Linked DNA regions of Mus musculus: region 1 is linked to region 2. The links are chromatin contacts, called in public HiChIP or PLAC-seq maps. All regions are on one chromosome and are shown on one strand. The core of a region is the stretch at or near the end of the contact, and the rest is flanking DNA. Distances in the headings are between cores, read along the strand shown.

Region 1 (5,772 bases), core at 2,250-4,749, 120 kb before region 2:
GTATACAAGACCCACTCCCCAAGATAAGAAACAAACAAACAAACAAACAAACAACAACCAAAACAAAAACAGAGTGTCTGTGTATTTGATAGATACTCTTTCCTTTTGGCTCCCCAAGTCCCCCCCTAAAATTTGATGTTTCTATGCATAGTAGTAAGAAAGTACAAATGACACAGGTAAATACATAAATTTAAAATTGAGCAAAGTCACAACTGTAAATACTTAGCTAAGCACAGTGACAAAAGGATGAGCTGTCCAAGAGACCCCGACCAGAAGACACAGGCTTTTCCAGTCTCCCTACCTGTGTGTTGTTGTTGTTTGCACCTTTGTTATTGGTGAGTTTTAACTTCCCAAAGGAAATCTCCTGCCTCATCCAGTGGGAGCCAGTGTTAGGAGATTCTGGGTGAACGTACATCTTATTGCCTAAGAGGAAAAGGAAAGGAAACATAAGCAAATGAAAGGAGACAGCCTTCACCCAGGCAGGTTGGAGAGGATGTCTGTTAGCTAGGCTTGGGTTTGCTGTAGCAACCTCCTCCTGGGAGGTCAGTCGACTGAAATCAGTGGATCCCAGCGGGACTCCAGTCACTCCCCCGGGCCAGGGTGCATCCAGCCTTCCTTAATCATGGTATTCCAATCACCAGCCTCTCCAAACTTAAAAAACAGAGTTGAGAGGAGAGAGGATGGTTCTTGATTGTTGGTCTGAGACCTTAAGCTGGAGGGGAAGTGCCTCATCGAGTCCTTAACTTTTATAGATTAAGTTAAAGGTGGCCTGGGCTTTCTCAAGAGAATTCTAAAATGCCAGGATCATTTACCAGGAACTTTCCCCAAACCCAGAACTTCACTTGGCTATTCATTTCTCAAACATAGCCCTCATAGGGTCAAGGTCAAGGTTTGATATATAATGAGAAACAAGAAAAAGGACGGAGTAAATTTCTCCCCAGCAGCAGAAGGCAGCACATGCTAACATCCCCATGCCCCAGGTTGGGGTGACATGCTTGATTTAAATGTGGCCGGTCCAACACTGAGGCTCCGACCTCTTCCCGGTCCAGGCCCCCTCTCTCCTCACCCTGCATGTTATTGTCCGCTTTGCCGCAGGTCACCCACTTGCCCCCCTGGAAGCGCCAGTGGTTAGGGTCGGCCAGAACCACTTCCACGAAAACATTGTAGTGGGCGGTGGGGTTGAGTCCGTTTATGTTGAAGCTCAAGAAAGGAAACATGCGCCTGTGCAAAGAACAGAACCAGAGGAAATTATTTAAGTAGCGGCTCTGGTCCCTCCCGGACACATGGGGGGTCTGCAATAAACAGCAAACAAACAAAAATGGCTACTACGGCCTGAAACTAAGAAAATGGTTTTAAATTGACATATTTATTTGGAACAGCCTCCAAATCAGTATTTTCCCTAATTCGCGTGCTTCTTTTCTGAGACATCCATCTATTTTCAGGTATCTACTAGGTTTCTTTCTGAAATGTCTAAAATTATTTTTAAAGACATAGGTGACTGAGAACATTAGGCCGGAGCGCGCCTTCTTGCACTCTCTCTCTCTCTCTCTCTCTCTCTCTCTCTCAACGAGCCCTCTTTGGGTCCCTGTCTCCCAATATCCACTCCTCACTTCCTCAAGAAGTAGCTGATGACAATTTGAAGGTGTGCCTGAACTTTCTGGTCCCTTCCCCGCAAGCAGAGCCCCCTCCCCCAAACATCTGGCTCCAAAAACTGTCTACCTAGTCACCAGCTCAAACCGACTTCTTTCTGCTCTTCTTACAGAAGAGCCCCACCAAACCAAGGAGCTTTAAAAAGCTTCTTTTCAAACACTTGTGCGCAGGCCGCAGCCAGCTCCAGCTAGCCCTCTTTCGCTATGCAGCCCACAAATCGCCTGCTGCAAACCCAGGAGCCAGCGGGTCACGTAGATCTGCCCTCAAGGGTTCATTCCCAAATTTCCATCTCCGCCTCCTCCTCCTCCCAGTCAATCCCGGTGAAGGTGACTAGAGAGGAGAGTAACGTGGGCTCGGAGCCCAAGCTACAGGTGTGCCTTAGGAAGTAAGGGACACGACTTTGGAGATATGATGTACCACTTAAACACCCTAAGCAGAGCCCGCAGTGTGCGGACAACCAGGCGCCTGGGGTCCCTCCACCCTGCACTCACCTGCCCTGTTTGGTGATGATCATCTCAGTTTGGTGCCGGTGGAATTTGAGCCATAGGGGCCGGTTGCACAGGTAGACGTGGGCGCGGAAGCCGGAGCCAGGCACCCCTAGGCCCCCCAATCCTCCACAAGACCCGGCCGCTGAGGTTCCGGCGTATGGCCCGTAGAGCGGAGAACCCTGGCCGTAGGGATAGGCGCCAGGACCGCCGGCACCACCGCCGCTGCTACCAGCGCCGCTCCCCGAACCCGCAGCGGGGCCGAACTGCGCCCTCGCGGGCGGGCACACGGCGGCGGGGAATCCACCGGGGGGCAGCATGGAGCCGTAGGGGTAGCGCGCGCCATTGGACGCGGGGTACACGGGTCCGTGGGCTGCTCCGGCCGCCGCCGGGTACTGGAAGAGCGAGCAGGGCGCGGCGAGCTCGGAGCCCTGCGGTCCCGGCGACGGGAGGTAGTAGCGCTCGGAGCTCAGGCTGTCCATGGAGTAGCGCGCGGTGGCCGCGGCGGTGGCGGCGGAGGGCAGCTCCTCCTCCGCGCACGGGGAGCCCTTGCGGCCGTCCGGGGGCCCGGGCTTGGCCACCGCCGAGGTGCTCCCGAAGGTGTCCCCAGCGTCCGCGTCACTGAGCATGGCCGCGGGGGCCCCCGCGCCGGCGCCTGCGGGTTCTGCGCTCCCCGCCTGGCACGGGAGACTGCCCGGAAACTTCTTGGACGCTTTGTCTAAGTCCAGCCTCTGGGGCGAGGGGGCAGCACCGGGGAGGAGGCTGACGCTCCCTCCGCCTCCCCCTCCTCCTCCGCCTCCTCCTCCTCCTCCTCCGCGAGCACTCTCCAGCGAGTAGAAGTGCGCGCCGGGCAGGTTCACCGAGCTCACCAGGAGCTGCTCTCCCAACTGCATGCTTTAGCGAATCGCAGACGGCAACCGGCTGCCTCCTCGCCTCCCGCGGCCTGGTTATAAAGGCCAGTTGGGGGAGCCAGCGCCCTCTTCCGAGGGGAAGGTAATGTCCCCTTCCTCCCTCGCCTAGGCTACCCACCTGCGGACCTGCGGGGCGGCTTCAGCGCGCGCCCAATTTAGCGTCCTTCCCTCAAGGGAACAAACTCGGGATTGTAGGTGCCCCTTTCCTTCCGCAAGAAAACAAACCCCGGGTTGTAGGTGTCTCTCTCCTTCCTTCCTTCCTTCCTTCCTTCCTTCCTTCCTTCCTTCCTTCCTTCCTTCCTTCTTTTCTTCCTTCCCTCCTTGTCTAACCTCTCAGGACCCCTACACTCACACTAAGGAAGAAGAGGACTTAGCTCTGAGTTCCCATTTAGCAACCAGCCATTTCCTCTCGGCTGGCTCTGCTAAACTCTAGGCATACTTGACCGCTTGGAAACTTGTGAGCGGTGGTTGGCTGCTTATATATGTGCGGCCAGGGAGGGGCTTCGCAGCCCCATGGCTAGGGGACTTTGCTATTGGCTGTTAGAGGTGACACTAATTCAATTAAGTATTTATTAATTGGATCGGGTCGCCTGCGAGTTTCATTTTCTCTTAGCTTATTTGGCTGTTATTGCTGGTTTGGTGTTTCTTTAAGCGTCTTTGGGAGAACTATATCCCACTGAGAATCAATCCTGGTGTACCCGGTGGCTCTATGGCGCCGGAGAAACGGGTTTGAAGTCTGCGAACATGGTCTACCCACGGCATAGGAATCATTCCTGAGTTCGGGTCTAGTTTGGCAGGTCCCAGAGGCCCGTGAAGGCGTCTTTACAAGCTCCCTGCTCGCAGGAAGGCTCAGGTCCCCGGGGGTGCAAATCTAGGGGAGGGCTGGAGAGCGACCCGAAGTCTCTGCGCACACCCTCCTTCTGACTTCCTGGCCTTCAGCACACAGGAACCGCTTTTTGTCCTGTCCCATCTTTTAGCGTAAAGACTTGGTGGAGAGAAACCTCGCGTTCAGTTTTTGGGATTCCAGAGATGGCAAAAGGATTCCGCGTCTGAATCAGAGACTCCAGCTTCTAGCTTCTGAAGTGGGCTTCTGAAGACCCAACATGAGCCTGACCGGACGAACCAAACACTCAGTATTACAACCGCGCTAAAACACCGGCTTCCCCGAGGCCGTCACTTTCATTACTCAGAATTCCCTCTGCTCGGTTTTTTCTAAACACTGGATGTTTCCTACCTCCCCCAGCCCCCGCTTTCGCCAACATCTTTGGTGGGGACTGACACTAAGACACAAAGGTTCCCTAGCAGCTGTGCAGTTAAGATTCCCTGCGCCTCTCTGCGGCACAATACAGAAGGCAGAATAATTAGTGAAATAATCAGTTTGATATTGAATTAAGCTCCTTTGCTCCAGCTGCCTGTTTTTCCCCCCTGCGTTTCCGCAAACAGTCAAGGACGGGGCCGTCATATTTTATTGTTTTATTATTACAGAAGGGGGAACACGTTTCGTTGACGATGAGAAGCCTGTACATTCTCCTCTAATAAGCAATTACGGACGCCTGCAGTAGTCGCTCCAGGAGCGCATTTTCCGGTCGAGATGTAGGGACTCTGCTTCCCCCAACCCAATGCGATCACACGGGAAACTTTTGCCGAGAACAGATGAGGTGGCCGCGGGATCTGCTAAGCGCTCAGACGCCAGCAGCAGATCCGCGCGAAGCTTTCCAACCTGGGTCCAAACCCCGCGAATCACGAACGTGGGCACGCCCGTGTTAGGGAGTGGAGCGATCCTTCATGGACTTGGATGCTGTGTGGGGTTTTGATAGAATAGCGTAGTGGGTCTTGGGCGCTCGCAAAGCTTTTCAAGTGTTTTGGAACAACAACCTTGTCAATTTTGGCTCAGAGAACTCGGGCTGACATCCTGCGCGATCAGTCCAGAGATCCCAGCTCCGATTTGGTCTCGGGCTCCGTCCCGCATGTTTTTGTTTTGTTTTGATGCAGCGAAGCCTTTGGGATTAATTTTTATTCCCCTCAAAGGGTGCGAGATATTGAACGTGAGGATTCCACAAGGGGGATGCGAGTTCCAAGAAAAGGGCCTCACTGCGCTGGGGACTCAACCTGGAGTCTTCGTTAGCCTGGCCCTGAGCTGCAGGATGTCTGAGGGAGATGTAGGTGTGAGACTGAATCTCACGTTATCTGCAGATGGGGTGACTGAAGTTATATGTCAGTTTTGTATTATAACACAGCCAGAAGTAAGGTCCCTTCAAAATACTTTGAAGAGACCGGGGAAACGCTGGCGTGGCACAGTGCCACACAGGCAACGGGCACCGTTCAGACCCACTCTGGCGCAAGTAACTCAGACCAGCTGTCTCCCTAACCACATCAGAATCGGGTTCATTCTATCCTACCCCTAGAGCAAGCTCATGAAGGAAGGCGCATAGGTTCGTTTCTAGTGCCATCAAATTATTAACTCGGTGTAATTCAATCTGTGTAACTAGAATTTGAACGGATTCCTGGAACCCCACCTCAGTAAATACACTTTCATCCGATTTCTGACACATTTTACAGAAATAAAGATAAATCCAAAAAGAATCAAAAACAAGAGCGCTAGGAAAGTCTTTTGGGACCTGGGATTTTTGAGATATGGGAAGTTTATTAGGGTTAACATTAGTGTTGTTAGGACGCATTAGTGTAACTGTCAGATCGTGAAGACTTTCCCTTTAAAATGGTGAAAA
Region 2 (6,580 bases), core at 1,746-4,245:
CCTTTAACTCACAGTTCTGATATCTTTCTCCTTTTACTTCTTGTTACTCACAATTTCCTCTTTTAGTTTTAAATTCCATTTATTTAGTGTGCGGTGGGGTGCACACACCCAGAGTCATGTATGAAGGTCAGAGGACAGCTGGCAGGGCAAGTTCTCTCCATCCACTCTTGTGGTTCCTGGGGATTGAACTAAGGTTAACAGAGCCAGCAGTAAGCGGTTTGGCCTCTGAGTCACCCCTCTGGCTCTCCCCTTGTTCTTTTAATAACCAGCTTGTAGTGTTGGGCATAATCTCCCCAAGAAAGAAAGGATATCATAGGAGGAAGTAGTGTCAAGAGCCAGGGTAGTGGCATAGGCCTTTAATCATAGCACTCAGAAGACAGAGGCAGGTGGATCTCTGTGGGTTCAAGGTCAGCCTGGTCTACAAGTCAAATCCAGTACACAGAGACACCCTGTCTCAAAAAACAAAAAATGAAACAAGAAGAAAAAAGTGTGGTCAAGTTTTCAGGTGGGCCTAGGTCTACCACCACCTCCTCCTCCTCTTTGTCTTCCTCCTCTTTGTCCTCCTTCTCTTCCTCCTCCTCTTCCTCCTCCTCTTCTTCCTCCTCTTCCTTCTCGTCTTCCTCCTCCTTCTCTTCCTCCTCCTCCTCAGGATGGACAAACCCACAGACAGATGCACTCTGTGTCCCAAAGGACTGAGGGATTAAGAGGGGTCTGATGTTACATACCTGTGGCTTCCTGGGGGTAGAGGGCGTCGGCCAAGATGGCGAGATGTCGGGTAAGATTGGCACTGGAAGATTGGCAGTGGCAAACTGGAAGTCCATGCAGATGAGGAGAGACTAACGACACAATAAGAAATGTACAGGATCGGTGTCCATGGTCCCCAGCACTTAACCTCTATTCTGATGTCTCAAAGGCCAGAGCTCATATGGGACTGTAGTTACCATTTATAAGGGAGGAAGTGGAGGCCCAGATAAGTAAGTAGCTTCCCCAAGTCCATACAGCTGAGAAGCAGCAGAGCCAGCCGGCAGTTTGGTTTTGATCTGTGGTTGCCTGTTTTATTTGGTCACCTGTCAGATTCTGAAGTATAGTGTGTGTGTGTGTGTGTGTGTGTGTGTGTGTGCGCGCGTGTGTGTATACACACATGTGCCTGTGCATGCAGGCACAAAGGCAAGAGGGCAAGTTTAGCAGTCATTCCTCCAGAGCCACCCACCTTCCTTTTTGAGACAAGCTCTTGATTGGGACCTAGGACTCTGGTTAGGTGAGGCTGATTGGCCAGAGAGCCGAGCCCCAGTGTGCACCGCAGCTCCTGACTTTCACACGCGTTCTAAGGATCCACCTCAGGTCTTCGTGTTTGCAGGGAAAATGCTTTCCCACCTGAGCTATCAGCCCTCTTCACAGTCAGAACCATTCAGAAAGGGAAGAGGACTGCCTCGGAGTGATGGCTTCCCTGGAGTGGCTGGGCAGGGGAGGTGAATGGTGTGGAGCGGTTTCAGGACCCGATAGATGGGGACAGAAGGCAGGACAACTGAGTCTCTGATTCCGAGCTCCCCAGCTCGTATTTCCCTGCATTTCATCTTTAAGTTACTATATATCCATGTATGTGTATAGGTGCACATATGTACATATAGACAATGTATAAACATATGCGCACATATAGTGTATATATGTCGTATATATACTATATACACAATTTAGAATGGCTCTCCCTTTCTGCTCGGCTTAGTGGTATGTAAAACTTCCCGAGATTAAGAACATAGCAATGCACATGTAACTCAGATTACGTACCACTCATTCTATGTGTATGGTTATAAATAGAAATGTCCCACTGACTGGGGATGTGGCTCACATTGGGTCATACTTCCCTAGTGTGCAGGAATTCCTGGCTCCTTCCTCAGTACCAAATAAAACTGGGCATGGTTGTGTGTGGATGAGGGAGGAATAGCAGTTCAGGGAGCTGGAGAGATGGCTCAGAGGTTAAGGTGGATGGTTAAGTGGTTAAGTGGCTGTTCTTCCAAAGGACCTGGGTTCAATCCCCAGTGCCCACATGGCAGCTCACAGCTATCTATACTCCAGTTCCAGGGGGCTCTGACGCCCTCACACAGATCTATGTGCAGGGAGAACACCAGTGTATATAAAATAAAAATAAATGAATTAATTTTTTAAAAGTTCAAGGTTAGCCTTGGTTACATAGCAAATGGGAGACTAGCCTGGGGTACATGAGACCTTTTCTCAAAAGAAAAGTCCCGTTATGAAACATCAACTCCTAGTCAGTGAAAATGTTTTATGTGCCTGCAGATCTGAGCTCTCCTCTTACATTCTTTTTCTCTTTAATGTCTGACCATGTATGACTTTAGCTCCTTGTTGATTGTACACGTTTAGTTCCGTGGGCTGGGCTTTCTGTGTGTTTAGGATCGGTGGTGTTTCAGGTCACATCTCGGTTGGTGTTTTCCTGCATCTCCTTTTGTCTGTGGTTGCTCTGACCAGCCGCGTTTGGGCTTCAGTCGATCAGTCTGTTCCATTCTGTTCATGATAGTGATGCCATTAGAGGCTCCTGAGGACGTTGCTCGGGGATGTCAAGCCGTCTTTTTAGAGAAATCAGGTGGGTATCACTGAGCAAGCTCCTTGTTTTAACAGACACTAGCCCTTTCCAGTGCAGCTACATAAAGTCAAGGAAGACTGTGGGCCGATTCAGGGTTTGGTTCCCGCTTGGACATTGCCTGCTGCCATAGCATTCTGGCTGTTGAGGCACCAGCTCCCTGTCCATGGTTTGTATTTATCTTGTTCTTGGTAATTTCTATCTAGAGCTGCCAATACCTACCAACTCCAGTGTCTCTTTAGGAGTGACTTTCTGAAGCTCTTACATGAGAAGATGACAACTTCTTCCCCCTTGTTCTTTTGTTTCTATTAAAGTCAGGGCATGACACTGACGTCACCCACGTGCAGGTAAGTCAGGTTATGTAACTCTCATTTAGAGCAACTAGGACTGCCACTCCTGTCTGTCCTGAACATGGAGGCTGGAGCTCTCTAGGGCTTTCATTTTGTTCTGAGTTCCTATAACCCACCAAACCTAAATATGAAACCAAACCGAAACCTCTCAATTTTGAAATCAAAGGCTTCTTTGAATCTCAATTCCAGTTTAGTAAAAAGAATACATGACACTTCACAAAAGCCGGTGGGAGGAAGGGTTTCTGTGGGGGGCAGTGTGAAGCAAAAACCAGATTTAGGAGAAATCAGAAGAACAGTAAAATCTTCATTTTCAATTTCTTTTCAGACTTTACTGGGTTGATTCTTCTTTTTGGCCATTCTCTTGAGATGCCGGCATCCTGTCAGAGTCTCTGCCTGCCTCCCAGATGCTGGGGCTGCAGATGAACGCAGCACTCCTGGCTTTATGTAAGCAAAGCAGATTAAGTAAAAGACAGGTGGTAAGATGCTCAAGAACTCAACTCCATAGACTGTTTGCTAGGAATCTCCTGCTCCAGTCTCCTTATGCAGATAGTTGGGTATCCAGGTCAAGTCCAACTGCAAGATCTAAGAGACAAGCAAAGGATGTTTCTCTTTTTTACTTCTCCATATCGCTCTGTGTCCCCACAGCATCCACTTAACCCTGGCTGCTCCATCTTCTACTCTTCCCCCTTCAGGATCTTCCAACCCTATGCTGCACATCTGAAAAAAATCCTGTGGCTGAAGGTATTATGTGAGGCAGGCCATGGTGGTTCACAAGTGTAAACCCAGCACTTGGGAGGTGGAACATGGAGGCATTCTTGGCTACAGAGTAAATCCTAGGCCAGTTCAGATTATATCACCAGGCCCCGTTTCAAAGCTCCTCTTCTGTCAAAAGAGAATGAAAATACTTCGTGATGAAGAAGCCAAAGCAAAGTACCTATAAAATTTCTTCTACGTCTATAAATTAGTGAAAATATGTGTTCAGGATAAATGAATAGACATGACAAAATCAATAAAAATGATATAAGCATATAATCAGAATGTCACATGGAGGGTGACTATGGATGTAGCTTTCAGGGAAAGGGGGCCTCCTACTATGAATTATGCACTACGATGGAGCTGAAGAGGTATCTTTCTCAATATAAAAGTAGCAAAATGTAGAGCTCTGCTATAAACTTAAGGAGGAAGGCAACTTTATATACTGATAGACACAGAAATAATGTTCTCAGAAAATAGCAAAGCCAATGGAGGAACTCTTGAAGGAAAAAAAAAACTGATCAAATATACTATCTTAAATTTTGTTTTTATTTATTTACTTTATTATCACTTTATTATCATTATTATTTTTTGAGACAGCCTCACTACATAGCCCAGGCTGTCCTGAAACTCACAGAAATCCAGTTGCTCTGCCTCATGATTGCCGGACTAAAGGTGTGTGCCTGGGTTAGTTTGTTTTTTAATGATATCAACAGTCTCTGGTGTTGCTAGTGCAGTGGTTTCAGATCTATGGGTATGCCTCAAGGCTGCCTGCCGCACGTGTGCTTCAGGTATCTGTAGAGTCATGTGGGCAGCCCCATCCAAATGATGCAGTTCACACTGTACTCTGCTTTCCTGGGAGGTGCCTTTACATTTTTATGGTAAGTTTATTTGGATACTTGTAACAGTCCTCTAAGCACTCCAGCAGAGGGACTTTGTAGCAGGAGATGAGCCTGTTACTCTGCTTTGACTCATGAGAATCGTAACAAATTCAACCAAGTCTGTGGGTGCAACAGTAGCATTTATTTGCTCGTTAGAGAACACCCAGGATGGAGTCAGCTAACTTGTCAGGTGCGTTTTGCAATCCAACTCTTACCCGTTTGTTTTACCAAAATGATGCTGGGCTTCGCTTTAAGATGAATAATATTTTCAGATATTGTGAGTCATTCTGTAAGCGATGCTTGTTTACTGTCATCACAAAATAATCTTCGGGTGAGATCACAGGAATGTTTATTGGCTGCTAAGAAAGTTTTGCTATACAATTTCAATTGCTGTCCAAGTTTAATGGCTCATTAGACACTTTCAATTTTTAAAATATTACAAATCTAAAGTTTGTGTGCTAAACAATCATTTTATCTAGGTATTTGAAAGGTAAGAAAGCAATAAATATATTTTGATCAGAAAAAATGAAAATGTGATGTAACAGGGCTGGAGAGATGGCTCAGTGGTTAGAGCACTGACTACTCTGCCAGAGGTCCTGAGTTCCATCCCCAGCAGCCACATGGTGGCTCACAACCATCTGTAATGGGATCCAGTGCCCTCTTCTGGTGTGTCTGAAGACAGCTACAGTGTATTCACATACATAAAAATAAGTAGATAAATCTTTTTTAAAAAATGTGAAGTTACTAAATAGTAAAGTGACAGAAAATTAGTTGGGCCACTGAAAGCCAGGAATAAACAATCTAAGAGTAAACCTGACCTCACACTTTCTAGGGAGCAGGATACGAGGTGGATCCAGTTCCTCCTTCCTAAAGTTAATGGATTCCTTTTTAAAGCTATGAATCAACCAGGCCTGGTGGCTCATGCCTTCAAGAATCCCAGCACTTGGGAGGTAGAAGCAGATGGATTCTTGGGAGTTCCACGATAGCTAGCGCTACATAATGAGACCTGTGTTAACCAAACAAAAGACCAATCCTGAGAAATAGCACGTGACTCAGTTCTCTGTTAACCTTGTTTCAGCTATGTAATTTTATAATTAATGATCAATTACATTTGAGTTACTGAGACCTAAACTTACATGTAGAAACTGAGCTATATCCTGAGACCTATTGTTATTATATATATAATAACACGTTGTTATATATACACATACACGTTGAGACAAGGTCTTAAAACCTTGCCTAGGCTGGCCTTGAACTGATGCTGTAGCCCAAGCAAGACTTGAACTTGGGATCCCTCTCTCCTAGCCTCCTGAGCATCTGGGATTACAGGCCTGGGCCACGGAGTCTATCTGTAATACTAAATTTAGAAAGCAGAACCTATCTCAAATAAAACAGGCTTGTTGTCTAGAACAAAGCACAGATAGATTTTTTTTTTGAAAAGAAACTTTTTACATAAGAATTCTGCCAAACAGAATAGGAAAATTCCTAAGCCTCTGACTATCATGCAGGAACTTCGTGGTGAGCCGTAAAGCAGGGGAGCCATAGAGCAGTTGAATTACTGGAACCATGTTGGAGTGAAACAACATGGGAGATACTAGCTCACCGTATGGACATGAGACTAATTCACAGTTTCCATCATCGTCCTTTAACATTACTGCGCAATGGTCAAGAGGAAGTCATGAAGATTATCCGCCCTGTGAATTGACCTGAAGATGCCTGTTTATACAAACAATCTAATGCCCAACTACAGGTGATACCTATAGCCAAATGTGAGGTAATTAACATGGACTGTGAAGGAAGACGTTTGTCGACTAGGGTGGTCTTGGGACAAATCATGAATAAGTTCATCAACATCACGACATCAAACTGCCTTAAGTACTCAGTGCAACATCCTAGGCCAATCAGATAGGGCAGTCTCTCAGTTGAGATCCTGTCTTCACAGGGCTGCCAAGCTGACAGCCCAAGGTAACTATGACATATAGTACCACTAGATCTTATGC

The links. HiChIP or PLAC-seq counts read pairs in DNA pulled down with a chosen protein or histone mark.
Region 1: a BATF HiChIP or PLAC-seq map of CD8 T cells shows a contact between it and region 2, with 13 read pairs. The contact joins the promoter of Eomes here to the enhancer-like site in region 2. A contact is called at or near these places in 3 of 39 promoter capture datasets (the 3T3-L1 cell line, cancer-associated fibroblasts and embryonic stem cells), 4 of 15 datasets of contacts at CTCF or cohesin (CD8 T cells, embryonic stem cells and pro-B cells), 51 of 484 Hi-C or Micro-C datasets (the 63-12 cell line, the C2C12 cell line, CD4 T cells and 20 more), 18 of 115 datasets of contacts at active chromatin or transcription factors (CD8 T cells, Th17 cells, effector CD8 T cells and 5 more) and 3 of 9 other capture datasets (adipose tissue, embryonic stem cells and liver).

The regions. Positions count from the first base shown.
Region 1 is chr9:118,475,916-118,481,687 of GRCm38.p6, reverse strand. Eomes (eomesodermin) reads right to left here and starts at 3,499. Exons shown (of 6, transcript NM_010136.3): 1 at 2,142-3,499; 2 at 1,067-1,221; 3 at 302-423. The coding sequence starts at 3,028. It overlaps Gm33408 (a long non-coding RNA gene), which reads left to right and starts at 3,040. Exons shown (of 5, transcript XR_871338.1): 1 at 3,040-3,128.
Region 2 is chr9:118,357,721-118,364,300 of GRCm38.p6, reverse strand. No RefSeq gene overlaps it. Among named protein-coding and RNA genes, the nearest start is that of Gm33088, 17 kb to the right of the region's middle. Within about 2 kb of position 2,995, at least 6 of the 459 cell types and tissues checked have an H3K27ac peak or open chromatin away from gene starts, as enhancers often do. A contact at or near this core is called in CD8 T cells and memory CD8 T cells, where this site is marked.